Linked DNA regions of Macaca mulatta: region 1 is linked to region 2. The links are chromatin contacts, called in public Hi-C maps. All regions are on one chromosome and are shown on one strand. The core of a region is the stretch at or near the end of the contact, and the rest is flanking DNA. Distances in the headings are between cores, read along the strand shown. Region 1 holds the start of LOC114676240. Region 2 holds the start of SH3BP5 (SH3 domain binding protein 5).

Region 1 (7,238 bases), core at 2,662-5,161, 130 kb after region 2:
TCCAATAAATGGAATGTTTTTGATGCATGTAAATTATATAAGTAGATAATACACACATATTGCCCCTTCAGTTATCTTGTATGTGATTATTAATTTCCAAATAATTATTTTGCTTTAAAAAAAAAAAAAAAGCCTTTTTTTACTTAGGAGTCTGAGGCAGGAGAACTGCTTGAGGCCAGGAGTTTAAGACTAACTGGGCAACATAGTGAAATCCCCATCTCTGGAAAAAAAAAAAAAGAGCCTGGTATGGTGGTGCACACCTGTGGTCCCAGCTCCTCAGGAGGCTAAGCATGGAGGATTGCTTTAGCCCAGGAATGGGCTAAAGTAAGCTATGATCTCACCACTGCCCGCCAGCGTGGGTGACATAATGAGACCCTGTCTCTAAAAAAAAAAAAAAATAAAGCCAATTTAAAAAACTGCTGGTGCCAATTTTATTTTACTCATTTCATTTACATTCAAAAGTGACAAGAAAGAAATAGCTTATAGAGAGGACTGGGCAGAAAACACTAAATACTAAACTGATGAAGCTTATATAAATAATTTCTAGAAGTACAAACACTTTTTTTGGCTTTCTCAAGGATGAAAACTTCTTCCTAAGTGACATATATGTAAGCCTACAGGAAAACAAGGGGCAGTGCACAGTAGTTTCTTTTGCTTTAATAAGATCTGTTTTTATATAGCACTATTTTAACCTGTTATTTGTCAAAGCTATTTCACAAAACACACACAATTTTTCTCTTAAACAATGCCTTGTGAAATTGTCAAAAAAGTCTAAAAGAAAGGATTCTGAAATGCACCAAAACTCTTTAAATATAAAGCAGATAATAATAGAATGAGACCTACTGTTAGATTGGAGAGTGACCAGAGTTTATAATATTTGATTGTACATTTCAAAATAGCTAAATTCAAATGTTCCTGGCATAAATATTAAAGTGATAATATTCAGTAATAATTGCTGCACCGTTCAGCTGCGAAGTAGTTAAGGTGATGGCTATCCCAAGTATGCTGATTTATCTTAAAAATTATATTAATGTATTAAATTACATGTACCCTGAAACTATGTACGTTACATATCAATAAAAAAAGAAAAAAATAGGCCAGGGGCGGTGGCTCACGCCTATAATCCCAGCACTTTGGGAGGCTGAGGCTGGCGGATCACCTGAGGTCAGGAGTTCGAGATCAGCCTGACCAACATGGAGAAACTCGGTCTCTACTAAAAACACAAAATTAGGTGGTGCATGCCTTTAATCTCAGTTACTCAGGACGCTGAGGCAGGAGAATCGCTTGAACCCGGTAGTTGGAGGTTGCAGTGAGTTGAGATGGCGCTACTGCACTCCTGCCTGAGCAACAAGAGCAAAAACTCTGTCTCAGAAAAAAGGAAAAAATAGATTATAAAATAAAAGCAACAAAATATTAATCTGAAACAAACCATACTTTATTGACAGCACATACACTTATGAAAAAAATTACTAGTACTGTACAGTATTATCAAAGTCTGATACGCTTTCTAAAAGAAGAGGTGACAATATCATGAGGACACAGCTCCCTCCAAATCTAGCTAGAGCTGGAGGGGTATATTTGCAAATCCTCAGAATTGGAGAGAAGAGAGTGGACTGTAGAAGCTCATACCCTTTGATTTAGCAATTCTGCCCCCGGTAATTTATCCAAAAGAAAATTCAGGCAAAAATTTGCACTAGTCATAAGAATTAATTATAAGGATATGAACTACATCGTTACTTATGATGTTGAAAAAACAAATGAACTGAATGCCCAAGAGTCTGTAAATTAATTATAGTAAACTGGACAGGCACGGAGGCTCACGCCTGTAATCCCAGCATTTTGGGAAACTAAGGCGGGAAGAACGCTTTACCCAGGAGTTCGAAACCAGCCTGGGCAACACAGAGAGACTCCATTTCTACAAAAAAAAAAAAAAAATTAGCCAGGTGTGGTTGTGTCCACCTGTAGTCCCACTAACTGGGAGACTGAGGCAGGAGGATTATTTTGAGTTTTGCAGTTTGAGGCTGCAATGAGCTATTATTACTGGGCCACTGCCCTCCAGCCTGGGTGACAGGGCAAGACCCTGTCTCTTAAAAAAAACAAAATATGGTACACCCACATAATGAACTACTGTGTAGTTATTACTAAAAACAGTATAAACCAGTTTGTAAAAAAAAAAAAAGTATATACACATACGCAAAAAAAAAAAACCAAAAAAAAACCACACACAAAAATATACAGTCACACACCAAATAACATTTCAGTCAACAACAGACTTAATATATGATAGTGGTCCCATAAGATTATAACGGAGTTGAAAAATTCCTACTGCCTGGTCATGTCATAGCGGTCAAAACGTCATAGCACAACACTTTACTCAGATGTTTGTGGTGATGCTGGTATAAACAAACCTACTAGGGTGCCAGTGGTGTAAAAGTCTACCACATACAACTACGTAGAGTAGAGTACATAATACTTGATAATCAACAACTATGTTACTGGTTTATGTATTTACTATGCTATACTATGTATTGTTAGTGTACTCCTATTATAAAAAAAGTTAACTATAAAACAGTCTCTGGCATGTCCTTCAGGAGATATTTCAGGAGACACTGTTATCATAGGATATGGCAGTTTCATTCCTGTTATTGTCCCTGAAGATCTCACAGTGGGACAAGATTGGAGATGGAAGACAGTAATACTGATGATCCTGACCCGGTGTATGCCTAGGCTAATGTGTACCTTAGTTTTTAACTAAAGAGTTATAAAAAAAAAAAAAAAAAGAAACAAAAAACTTACCAAATAAAGATATATAAAAAAAGTTTCTATTGCTGTACAATAAGTTCGTTTTAAGCTATTACAAAAAAGTTAAAAAGAAAATTCAAAAGTTTATAAAGTAAAATGATTACAGTAAGCTAAGGTTAATTTTTTATTGAAGAAAGAAAATTTTAAAAAATTTAGCGTAGGCTAAGGGTACACTGCTTACAAAGGCTACAGTAGAGTAGAGCAGTGAATGTCCTAGGCCTTCATATTCACTCACCACTACTCACCAACTCAGAGCAACTTCCAGTCTTGCAAGCTCCTTTCGTGGGGAAGTGCCCCACAACTGGTGTAGTATTTTTTATCTTTTATGCTGCATGTTTACTGTACCTTTTCTACGTTTAGATGCACAAATACCATTGCATGTAACTGCACACACCATTGAGTACAGTAACATGCTGCGCAGGCCTGTAACCTAGGAGCAACAGGCTATGCCATACAGCCTGGGTGTGGAGTAGGCTGTACCATTCAGGATAGTGTAAGCGCATTCTATGGTGTTAGCACTGAACAAAACGGCCTAAGAACACATTTCTCAGAAAATATCAGATCACTAAGGACGCAAGACTGTATATCAAATGATATGATAAATGGTTTTTCTTTTTAAATTTAACAAGCATGCATTATTTTGATATATATCACAGGCCATTTCCCGCTAGCTGTAAATCAAAGCCACGTGACAGCAAGAATTGGCTACTAATTACCCACATCTAACACCTGCCCCCCAAAGCGGCTCAACCGTGGGCATCTGCCAGTCAGGACTACAGCTGGAGAAGCGGTGGCTGCAAGCCGCGACCCAGTCCCCCTACTCCGCAGCCTCAGCGTGGGCCTCTGCAGTCTGGCTCGCCGCTCCCAACAAGAGGAGGGCCGGGAAGCGAATGAGGGATAAGGAAAGCCGGGACCGCTCCCTCGGCACCTGGACCCCGCCCCTCGGCCGTAGGCCCAAGCCGGACTCCGGACTGAGCAACTCCGACCAAAGCGGCGGGCCGGGCCCTACCTTGTAGTAAAACACCGCCTCGGAGTAGCGGCCTTCGTGGTCGCGCTGCACCGCTAGACGGGCGAACTGCACGGCGTCCCGCTCCAGCGCCGTGGCGTCCATGGCGCAGAGGCCCCGCGCCGGGGCCGGGGCCGGGAACGAGGCCCTGACGCAGGACAGCTCTTCGCGGACCGCGGCGGCCCGGCGGCGGCGAGGACTCGGGAGCGCCGCGGAAGGAGCGACAAAGTTTACTTTGGGCGGTGAGGGGAGGAGAGCTCGCCTTCCCGTTGCCGGGCTGGGGCCCACCGCGACGCCGCGCCCCTCAGTGCAGACCCGGCTCGCAGCCCACAGGGCAGCCCCACTTCGCGGCCCTAGCGGCCCTCGCCCCGCCCACCAGCCGCCCCACGCAGGCGCAGCCTGGCCCTCGCGAGCTCCTTAGAAGCTGGGGCGGCCGAGGCCAGGCTCGCGGGACTGCGCGGGCTGTGGGCGGGGCCGGGCCCACGCAAGAGCGGGGCCGCGGGGGCGGGGCAAAAAGGCCTGTGGCTGTGCACGTGACCGTCGCGGCGCCCGGGATTGGGCGGCTGAGGGCAGGTGCCACGTCCGAGCTGCCCACACACCGCCGTCTGTGTGGCGGTGGCGGTGCAGGGAGAGGGTGTTGCCGTCGACAGTGGGCAGGAAAGGGGTACCAGCCTCACAGATCCTTTCCTCTGTTAAGTGTAAGCGATGGGCGTAAAGAGCTAAGGAAGAGTGCCTCCCACCAGCATCTGACACATTAAAAAAATTACTGTGAGGACAGAGGTTCTTTCGAGTCACTCTTCGCTAACATTTATTTTCATTTATTTCCCACAAGCTCAATCATGACCCTATAGCCCCCCGACACTGTACACCAAGGTCATATTGATTGCATTGTTAACAAACAAGGTAATGTATTTTCAGTTGTACTTAGGTTAACTTTATGATGTTGTAATTACTTAATTAGGTGATTATTTGATTTATGTCTTCTCTCCCCTAAAGGTCTGAATTCAGCAGTAATAAAAATGAATTAGTGATGGGCACCACCAAATTCATGCTGAGTCAAAGAAGAATTGAGTACACAATGTATAATTCCATCTATAAGAAACACTAGAAAACACTACGATGTTAGAAAGCAGATCAGTGGTTGGGAAGGGAATTAAAGGAATCGTTTCGAAGGATGAGAATGTTTTATATCTCAATGGTGGTGTCAAAATGTATACGTTTGTCAAAACTCATCAAACTACATTTTAAGTGTGTACTTTTAATTTTTTGTTAATTATACTATTTTTTTCAGTCATTTGGCCTGCATTTAAAATGGGACTCTAATTTCTTAGTTTCTTTAAGTCTGTTTCTTCACATTTAGTGAATTTCTTAATAACAACGATCTCATCAGGCTGTTACAAAGACACACAGAATTTGATTTTGTGCCTAGAATAAAGATGGTTCTCAAAGTTAGCAACTACAGTTTTATAGCTGAAGCAGGGATGGTTCCTGTCTTTACCACTTTGATCCCAGCGTTGAGTGCAAGCCTTGTTCCAGAGCAGGTGTTCAACAAATATTTTAAAATGTTGAATAAGTCAACTCCGCTACTTAAATATATCTAATGTGAGAAAGTCCTTCAGTACATGAGTTCAGACCATATGTGTTTCAATCACTGTTTTGCACAAACTGACCCCCAAGCTATAGCAGATAAATACAGTTTTACTCATCACAGGACTTCTGTTCCTGCTCCCATGACAGCTTATAGAATTCCTAATGTATCTTGAAGGAAGCCTTTTATTGCACTCTCAGGTACTTGAGATCTCTTCCTATATTTATTAATATATTCTGTATGAGGAATTGAATCCTTATTCCTTGTTCATGTATTCAGTGAACACCAGACTACTTTGTACCTGGCACAGAGCTAGACATTGACAATACAAAGACAAATAGAAGACAGTAAGACAAGGCAGGGGTAAAGCAAATTGAAACTTCAAAGTATTAATTAATATTTGCAGTCTCAACAAAATTGAGTCTTCCAATCCATGAGCACAGTCAATTTCTCCATTTCTTCAGAACTTCTTTAATTTCTCTCAGCAGTTTTGTAGTTTTCACATGCACAAGCCTTGCATGTCTTTGGACAGATTTATTTCTAAGCAGTTGATATTTTTGATGCTGTTGTAAATGGTATTGCTTATTTAATTTCCAACTGTTGCTAGTATATGCAAATAGCATTGACATTTATATATTGACCTTGTATTCTGTGATCATGAATTATCCAAAAAACTCTGAGAACTTGGTGGTGGAGACTCACTACAGGTGCCTTTGTGGAATGCCTGCCAGAATGTGCAGTACCACCTTCGCCTTAGGCCAGCTCTGTGACAGTGGAATTTATCCAGTGTTAAGCACTCAGAGCTGCATAGTCAACATGTCATCATCCTGCAGCTTGGGAGCCCTCCCCCACCGAGAGCTGAGACAGACATAGAGAGGGATGAGACCTGGAGACAGACATTGAGAGGGCACTGGTCTGTACACACCCCTGCTCAGGAAGCTCCTTGTTGGTTTTTTTTTTTTTCCATTCGGTTAAATGGCTCTTGCTATTGATTGTTGAATTCCTTGGCCCGTCCTACAAATGTCAGAAACAGCAGAGCATAGTTTTGAAATTTAGACTTGCAGGGAGCTTATAATCTGCATGTAATTATATATAGAACCTATTAATATTATATTCTATATATTTTAAATATGTATATAAAATTAAGTTAGGATATGTGTGTATATAAAATTCTACTGTAGGTGAAAAAGATGTTATTACCCTTTTTAAAGCTGCCAACCAAATGATGGTAGTTTATTATTTCATTAAATAAATATGCAAAATTCTGTTGGCCAGGCACTGGAATGTTCAAGACAGCTCACACTGTGGTGAGCAAGGCATTCAGCAGCCAACAGTTAAAAGCATCATTTGATGATTGCTAAGAGAGAGAAGGCAGAGGCTGGGAGGAGCACTATCTAAATCAGCTTGGGGAGTCTAACACAGTGTTCCAAAAGAAGGGAGGCTTGAGTTGAGTCCCAAAGGCAGAATAAGAGCAAAGCAGCAGAGGAAGAGATGGACGTTTCAGACTCACTAGAGGCAGGAGTGTTGAGGTCTGTGTATCGGGAGGATTGGGATTCACCGGGTATGGCTGTGGGAAGAGATGGAAAATGAGACTTTAGAGCAGTGGTCCTCACATTTAGCTGCTTTAGAACCACCCAGGGATCCGGTCATACATAAGTTTCTGGGCTCCGTCCCAGAGTGTCTGGGTCAGTAGGGGTGGGCGGGGCCTGGGAATCTGCATTTCTGCAGATTCTGACAAGTGATGCTGATGCTGCTGGTGCAGAGACCACACTTTGAGAACCACTGCTCTAGATTTAGAAGGGAGTCACTGAAAGCTCAAGGCCCATTCCCAGTCAAGTCTCT
Region 2 (7,367 bases), core at 417-2,916:
GCAGGAATGTAATTTGGAGTTTGTCATTTGCGATGGAGAGGATGGGGTTCTGCTAGCTAAGAAGCATTTATCATAGTCAGGGCTGACCCCAGAGGCCTCTGTTTATTTCAAACTCTGTCTCTCAGTTTATTCAGAGCTAGGATGTACCTGCAAAGTTGGAGGCTCAATTCCAAGCCACCAGGGAAGATTGGTGGCTCCTGTGTTCCAAAGTGACCCCTATGGCTATCTTGTCCCTGGCTTCGTCTATCATTGGAAAACCAAAAGCAACTATGTCTTTAGCAAGGAACTTTGAAACACCTCTCACAGAATTGCTGACTCATCCTTGATTTAAAGAGCAATGAGCAGGTCTGACCTTTTTAGAAACAAACCATGGCACTACCTCCAGAAAATAGGACAATTTTCCTTTGACAGTGGACTATAGTGCCAGCGTGTATGGGGTGGTGCCTTTCCCTAGGAGTAACCCTCTAGCCTACTTTTTGATAAAACCACCAGAAGCAGGACTATTTATTTATTTGAGAAGGTGTCTGGCTGTATTGCCCAGGCTGGTCTTGAACTCCTGTCCTCAAGTGATCCTTGTATCCTGGCATCTCAAAGAGCTGGGATTACAGATATGAGCTACCATGTCGTGCCAGACACAGGTTTTGTAAGGTGGTTTTGATGATAGGTTCTCAGAAAGAAGCTCCATTCTCAAGCAAATTTGTCCACCAAACTCAGAGCAGATGGGCTACAGGCCTCCGTGTAGAACATGTGCACGTTCTGCATTTCTCAAAGGAAGGAGATGTGAGCAGCTATGTGCTCACCTGCTTTGCCAAGGTCATCCTTTGGGTTCCCCTGACATCACAGTGGCCCTGACATTTCATAAAAGCACACACATGCCTCTTCAGTTTGGTCTTTTCGGATGCTGTGTCTGCCAGGCCAACTCTGTCTCCCTACTTGTTGATGGTGGGCAGGAAGTCTCACTAATTCATAAATTCTTGGCCAGAGTGTGCCCATCAACAGGGGTTACACTTGCCACCTCCTTAAAAAGGCTGTGTCTGCCCACAGGCATCCCAGCTCAATGCATTCTCCATGCTTCCTGGCTATTCAGGTAGGACCGCCGCACCTCTGTGTTTGGTACGGGGCTCGCCCAGAGAGGCCGCAGCCTTCGGCGATGCATCCGTGCACGGAGCTGCAGCTGGCTCTCCTCTCTACACTCCTGTGTCTATATAAGCGCACATTTTAGTTTGCTTTTCTGGGGAAATCTTTGAGTAGGTGCCATTCCCAAGGTTCGCTCAAGGGGAGGAATGTGCCTTTGGGTACAGGGTTTCGGCAAGTCTTGGTCCTGAGGTCCAGGGTCACTAAGCCCAGGCTTCGGAAGGCGACTTCAGCGTGAAAACACCCCACGCCTCCTACCACACACAACGCGCTTCGGAGGAGGGCGGGAGAAGGGGACTCCCGAAAGCGGGAGGCTTGCGTTACGCAGTTGAGATATATCCGGGCTGCTAAGTTACAAGGGGGTGGGGGCTCTCCTAATTTGCCACCTTGGAGATGTGGAGGGAGCTGGGGTTTTGTGACGGAGACCTGGGTAGCTGGGACTGGCCGAGGAGCGCGCGGCCGGGGCGGGACGGGGGCGGAGCGGGCGCTGCGCTGACTGCCGCGGCAGAAAGGGGGCGGCCGCGCCCATTTCCTCTGCTCCGCCGCGGCCAGAGGGATCCGCATCGGCGAGCTGTGCCTCCCGGGTGTCGGCCCCGGCGGCTCCCTGATCGTGCCCGGCTGTGGCGAGGCGGCTCCAGCCCAGCCTGTGGCGGCCGCTACCTCCAGGGCGCTCCGGAGCCCACTGCGCGGCGCGCGTGGCGACTGCCCGCATGGACGCGGCACTGAAGCGGAGCCGCTCGGAGGAGCCAGCCGAGCTCCTGCCGCCTGCACGGGACGAGGAGGAGGAGGAGGAAAAGGGGATGGAGCAGGGGCTGGAGGAGGAAGAAGAGGTGGATCCCCGAATCCAGGTAGGGCGCGCGGGGTCACCCCGCATCCGGGCTTCGCGAGGGCTGCTGCGGAGGTCGGCGTCTACGCGTACATCCACTTCGCAGCCCCCAGTGACTGTGGTCTGGGGACTGGCGGCCACATACGGTGGCAGGAGACGATCTGTATGCTCTGTTTCATCGTCTCCACAATGAGGAGGCTACAGTGCCCGCGTGGATGCGGCCTGACTCTATTGCGGGGAGCCCCCCGCAGACCCCTAGCAGGATCGGGGTCGCCGCAGAGTGCCTGGTGGTTCGGGCGGATGTGCAACAAAGGGAAAAAGGGGGCGGGGGCGCCATGGTATCCTCGGGGGTACCCCCCGCCCGGCCACCACGGCACCGCGGGCAAGGCATGGCCTCCAGGCTCTGCGAGGAGGGGTCGCCCGCGTGGGCGCCGGGCACCGTAGGCGGGTGGGCGTTGCCCGCCCCTGCAGCGCGGGCTGGCACTGGTGCCCCGGGTGCAGAGTCCTCACCTGCCAAGGTGCCCGGCCTGAGCCGTTTTCCTTCTCTGATTCATTGTTAGAGAACTGAGCGTCTTACTGTCACCACCGGCTCAACGTTCCGCCTGGCCTGAAATTGCTTAAAACCCTGCTTTTCCTTGTTGTGAGGCTGGGCATGAACAGAAATCAGGGACAACTGATGCGCAAAGCTGACGCGTGGAGGCGGCGAGGGGATTGGGCTGGCTGACTGTGCCTCCATTTCCAAGAGAGATGATTAAAAAACAATTTCCAAGCCGAGATCTAGGAGTGACAGTTTAACCTCTTCACCCCGAAGCAAAAAGCAGAGCAGATCCCTTTCTAAGACCCGTTTTATTCTACCTTTTCAGTAAATCATTTTTAAAAAATTGCTTTTAAGCATGCTCTGTAATTTCTGGATCCCTAATTGGTTTTTTAGTGCACAGATCAATTTAAAAGCTCACTTAACTCAGTGGTTAGGGTTTAAATGAATTGTTTTGTCAGGTTAGCAAGATAAAGATCAGGTGGAAAAAAAAAACCTTGCATTAGGAATGCTATTAATTAAAATAATTGGTTTGGAATAAATCGTGTGTTATTGGTATGGGATTATGTTAGCAAGATCCTTTGTTTGCATAGTAAAGATGAGTTAAGTTCATGTTGGATGCTTTTTACAAAATGTCAGTTTGTAAATGTTTATTGAAATGAATGGGATTAAAGCTAGTTTAAAACATCCAGCTAAGTAGGTTGAATAATTGGCAGTGTGAAAAGATTTTCACCCTTTACAGAAAAATAATTCTGGTGAGTTAATACCAGAATTCTGCCCTTGATGATTTCACTGGGTTTATATTTTTGGCCTGGCCTTGCTTATTGTCTTTTATTGTTTTCTAAGCAAAGTTCTTGCTCAAGGCAGATGGTGCTGTTTTGATGAGGCCATTAAACCATTTGTAACAGGTGGGATTTACCTGAAGGCACATACCTGGAATATTTGACCTCTGACAAATTCCAAATGTCTCTGAAGACATTGTCAAAAAGGATACCCTCAAGAAAATGGTTTCAGAAATGCTGACATTCATTTGCTTTTCTAGCTAAGCCTCAACTGTTTGCCTTAAGAATTAATACCAATTCTTCCCTTTTCCTGCAAACTGGGCTGGGATAATTTTTCAGGTTATGGACTGAGTTATATTGGAAACAAAAGACGGATCCCGTAAGTCTTTTTCTCTCCCTCTTTTCTTCACCAGGGAGAACTGGAGAAGTTAAATCAGTCCACGGATGATATCAACAGACGGGAGACTGAACTCGAGGTACAGAGAGCTGAGTTCCTGTTCTTGGTGAAGTGATGTCACTCACACCGGCACAAGGCTGGTTAATTTTGTCTTCATAGCTGGAGGGTTATTGCTGGACCCCCCTCCTTGGGAGTTGAGCAACAGCTCCCTGACAGAATAAAATACACCACTGAGCTCAACCTGTGGGCGGAACGCATGTGGATCCAATTTCACATGTTGTTTTTCATTATGGAAGCTCCATGGGGCCTAAATCAAGTCTGTGCAGAGCGTTACACAACGCCTAAGCCCCAAGTTTTCATGTGACTGAAAGGATAGAGAGGAAAATTAGCTGAACTCTTTAATGAAGAATAATGAATGAGCTCACAAAATCTCTTACATGTTCAGGGCGGTTCCTGCCATTTGTCCTGGAAAGGTTGTGTTGTTTCCTCTGACTTCGACCATTTCTTGACTTTCCTGTCCTAATAACTCACCCCCACCTTCTGCTTTCCTGCTCATTTCTTTATTGTCTGCTTGTGCATAGAATATAATTATAATGGTAACAAAAAGCTGTTTAGACTGGAAAGGCCTTTCCTACTGGGAAAAATCTTGGAAGACTAAAACTTGATTTAGGTTTCATGTGCATTTTCCAACCGGAGTGTAAACAAGTTAGCATTCATCACAGCCTCTGATTAGTTTCCACCCCTTTCCAGTAGTGGTTGCTTTTACCACCCATCAGCAAATTTGAACAACCACTGTATGTATTCAGGAGACTGAATTGACTGTCAGAGCCTGGAAGGGACTCTCAGCGCAGCTTCCCAGTGCAGGGAGCTGTTGGCAAAGTCTGTTTCTGTAGCAGGAGAAATAGCAAAAGTCAGTGGAAGGGACAAGAAGCACATGGTCCCTAAGAGTGAGGGTGTGGGAGACAGGAATATAATCTGCCAGGATTCACAGGCAGCCTTGATTTCTGCTGCATGCGTAGGCCCTGGAGTTACCAAATCTGGATGTAGCAATGTGGATTAAAAAGTCTGTTGCTCTGAGCTGTGTGAAGGGTTATCGCTCACCACCTCCATTTCCATCGTAGGTGTACAAGAACACGGGCTGTCCTTCTCCCTAAGTGAAGTAAAATCTAGTTTATTTACATTTCTTTCACTTATGAATTGAGTCTGTCTGTGATGTGCGGTAACCGAAACCTCTTAGGATCTCAGATTTCTAATGCATTAAACAACAAAACCCTTACCATTCCTATAGGGCTTTAGCATTTACAGACTGTTTTTTACACGTTTTATCTCATTCCATCCTGTCACACCAGCCTAGAGCTATGCTGTCCCATATGGTAGCCATGTGCAACGTATGGCTATTTGAATTTAATTAATTTTTTTTTTTTTTCGACACAGAGTCTAACTCTGTCGCCCAGGTTGGGGTGCAGTGGTGCGATGTCTGCTCTCTGCAACCTCCACCTCCTGGGCTCAAGTGATTCTCATTCCTCAGCTTCCTGAGTAGTTGGGATAACAGGTGTGTACCACCATGCCTGGCTAATGAGTTTAATTAAAATTAAGTAAGACAAAATTCTGTTCCTCAATCATAATAGCCACGTTTCAAGAGCCCAGTTGCCACTATATTAAACAGTCTAGTTGCCACTGTATTAAACTACTATCATCATAGAATGTTCTGGCCTGGAGAACCAGGAGGGGAGGGACTATTTGCTTTCCAGATAAGGACTCAGAGGCTTAGCATTTTGTGATGATGCCTCAGAGGCAGGGCTCCCATCTTATAGTCACAGGCATTTTCCAGATCTCCTCCAGTTCCTGCATTCTATTATCCCAGTGCAGTGGTGCAATCACAGCTCACTGCAACCTCAAACTCCTGGGTTCAGGCAATCCTCCTGCATCATCCTCCCTGGTAGCTGAGACTACAGGTGCATGCCACTATACCCGGCTAATTTTTCATATTTTTAAACTTTTTTGTAAAGATGGGATCTTGCTCTGTTGACCAGGCTGTTCTTGAACTCCAGGCCTCAAAGTGATCCTCCCACCTTGACCTCCCAAAGTGCTGGGATCACAGGCATGAGTTGCCATACCCATCCTGGAAATATTCTTCTTCCTACCCTCCCCCACTCTCCCCACCCCCCACACCAAGGCATTGATTGATTCTAATTGCTCGCCTACTATGTGCTGGCCACTGTTCTGGGTAATGAACAAGATGGCCCACATCTCAGCCCCTAGGGTGCTTACCTTCTTGGGGTGAGATTGGTTAATCTGTTAAATTCTTTTTAGCCTGACTTTTGAATCCTATTTCTGAATACACTTAGGTATTTGTGTGTCACAGGAAGCCACCGGACAGGTGTTTCCTGCTTGACTCTGGAGAGCATTTGGAGCCGTGTGAGAGGCCAACTGGAGGGTGTGAGGGGGGGTGGCCGGGGCTGGGCTGGGTTGCTGGCTGGCTTTTTCACGGTATTATAACCAAGACTGACTCATAGAAATATAATACGGGCTACATAAGCAATGAAAAACTCCCTAGTAGACACATTAAAAATGAAAAATAAACAGCTGAAATGAATTTAAGTAGTTTGTGTAACCCGGAATATCCAAGACAGTACAATTTCAACATGGACTTGCTATTAAACAATTACTGATATTTTACATATATTTTTATAGTAAGTCTTTAAGATCTTTGGCATATTTTACACTTAGGGCACATTTCACTTGAGACTAGACATGTTTCAAGTGTTAGTAGCTACATGTGGCACTGGGAGGCACAGGTTTAATAGGTGTTTCTGTCACAAAGGAGCCAGGTGGGATTTCACCCTTCACGATGGGCACCAGCTGCTTGTCAGATACTGTTGACCACTGCATTTATGTGGGTGAACGAGACAAAGACCTTGCCCTCCAGGAGTTTACGTTTTTGGTTGGAGTGAGGAGCAGAGAGGGGGTAATAATTACTGGTGGTAATAGCTACAGTAAGAAATGTGACAGACACTGGAGGGGCGCTGCGGGAGGACATCTGAGCAGATGCCTGCAGGAGAGCCCCTGCAGAGGAACAGGTAGAGTGAGCCACTGGGGTGGTCAAGGGGAGTATGCCCAAGGATAGGGGGCAGGAAAATGAGCCATTTTAATATACAGTCGAGTCTTTTGTTTTTTTCCCGCGACGGAGTCTCACTCTGTCACCCAGGCTGGAGTGCAGTGGCGCGATCTCGGCTCACTGCAACCTCTGCCTCCCGGGTTCAAGCGATTCTCTTGCCTCAGCCTCCTGAGTAGTAGCTGGGATTACAGGCGCCCGCCACCATGCCCAGCTAATTTTTGTATTTTTAGTAGAGACAGGGTTTCACCATGTTGGCCAGGCTGGTCTTGAACTGGCTGATCTTGAACTCCTGACCTCATGTCGTCATCACCGCCCCCCACCCCCGCCCCCGCTGCCCCGCCCCACCCATCTCAGCCTCCCAAAGTGCTGGGATTACAGGTGTGAGCCACCGTGCCCCGTCTTGTTTTTGCAGTACTTGTATTCCATAAAGTTGTGAACACTGAATTAGTGAATACGGAACCACTGTTGTAGGGAAAATGCAGGGCTCGGAGCAGGCCTGTGGTCACATCATTTTCATCAACTGATCAATATTAATCTTTTCAGTTTCCATTAAAAGACACTTTATTTACTATATA

The links. A called contact is a pair of places that touch in the nucleus more often than the background predicts.
Region 1: a contact with region 2 is called in a Hi-C map of fetal cortex germinal zone, with 3 times the contacts expected there. The contact joins the promoter of LOC114676240 here to the promoter of SH3BP5 in region 2. A contact is called at or near these places in 2 of 14 Hi-C or Micro-C datasets (fetal cortex germinal zone and fetal cortical plate).

What each region holds. Positions count from the first base shown.
Region 1 is chr2:33,277,237-33,284,474 of T2T-MMU8v2.0, forward strand. LOC114676240 reads left to right here and starts at 3,912. Exons shown (of 4, transcript XM_077994093.1): 1 at 3,912-4,000; 2 at 4,056-4,506; 3 at 4,641-4,711; 4 at 4,805-4,941. The coding sequence starts at 3,912. The coding sequence ends at 4,691. It overlaps CAPN7 (calpain 7), which reads right to left and starts at 4,172. Exons shown (of 19, transcript XM_015132212.3): 1 at 3,812-4,172. The coding sequence starts at 3,913.
Region 2 is chr2:33,153,383-33,160,749 of T2T-MMU8v2.0, forward strand. SH3BP5 (SH3 domain binding protein 5) reads left to right here and starts at 1,667. Exons shown (of 9, transcript XM_015132213.3): 1 at 1,667-1,982; 2 at 3,691-3,753. The coding sequence starts at 1,845.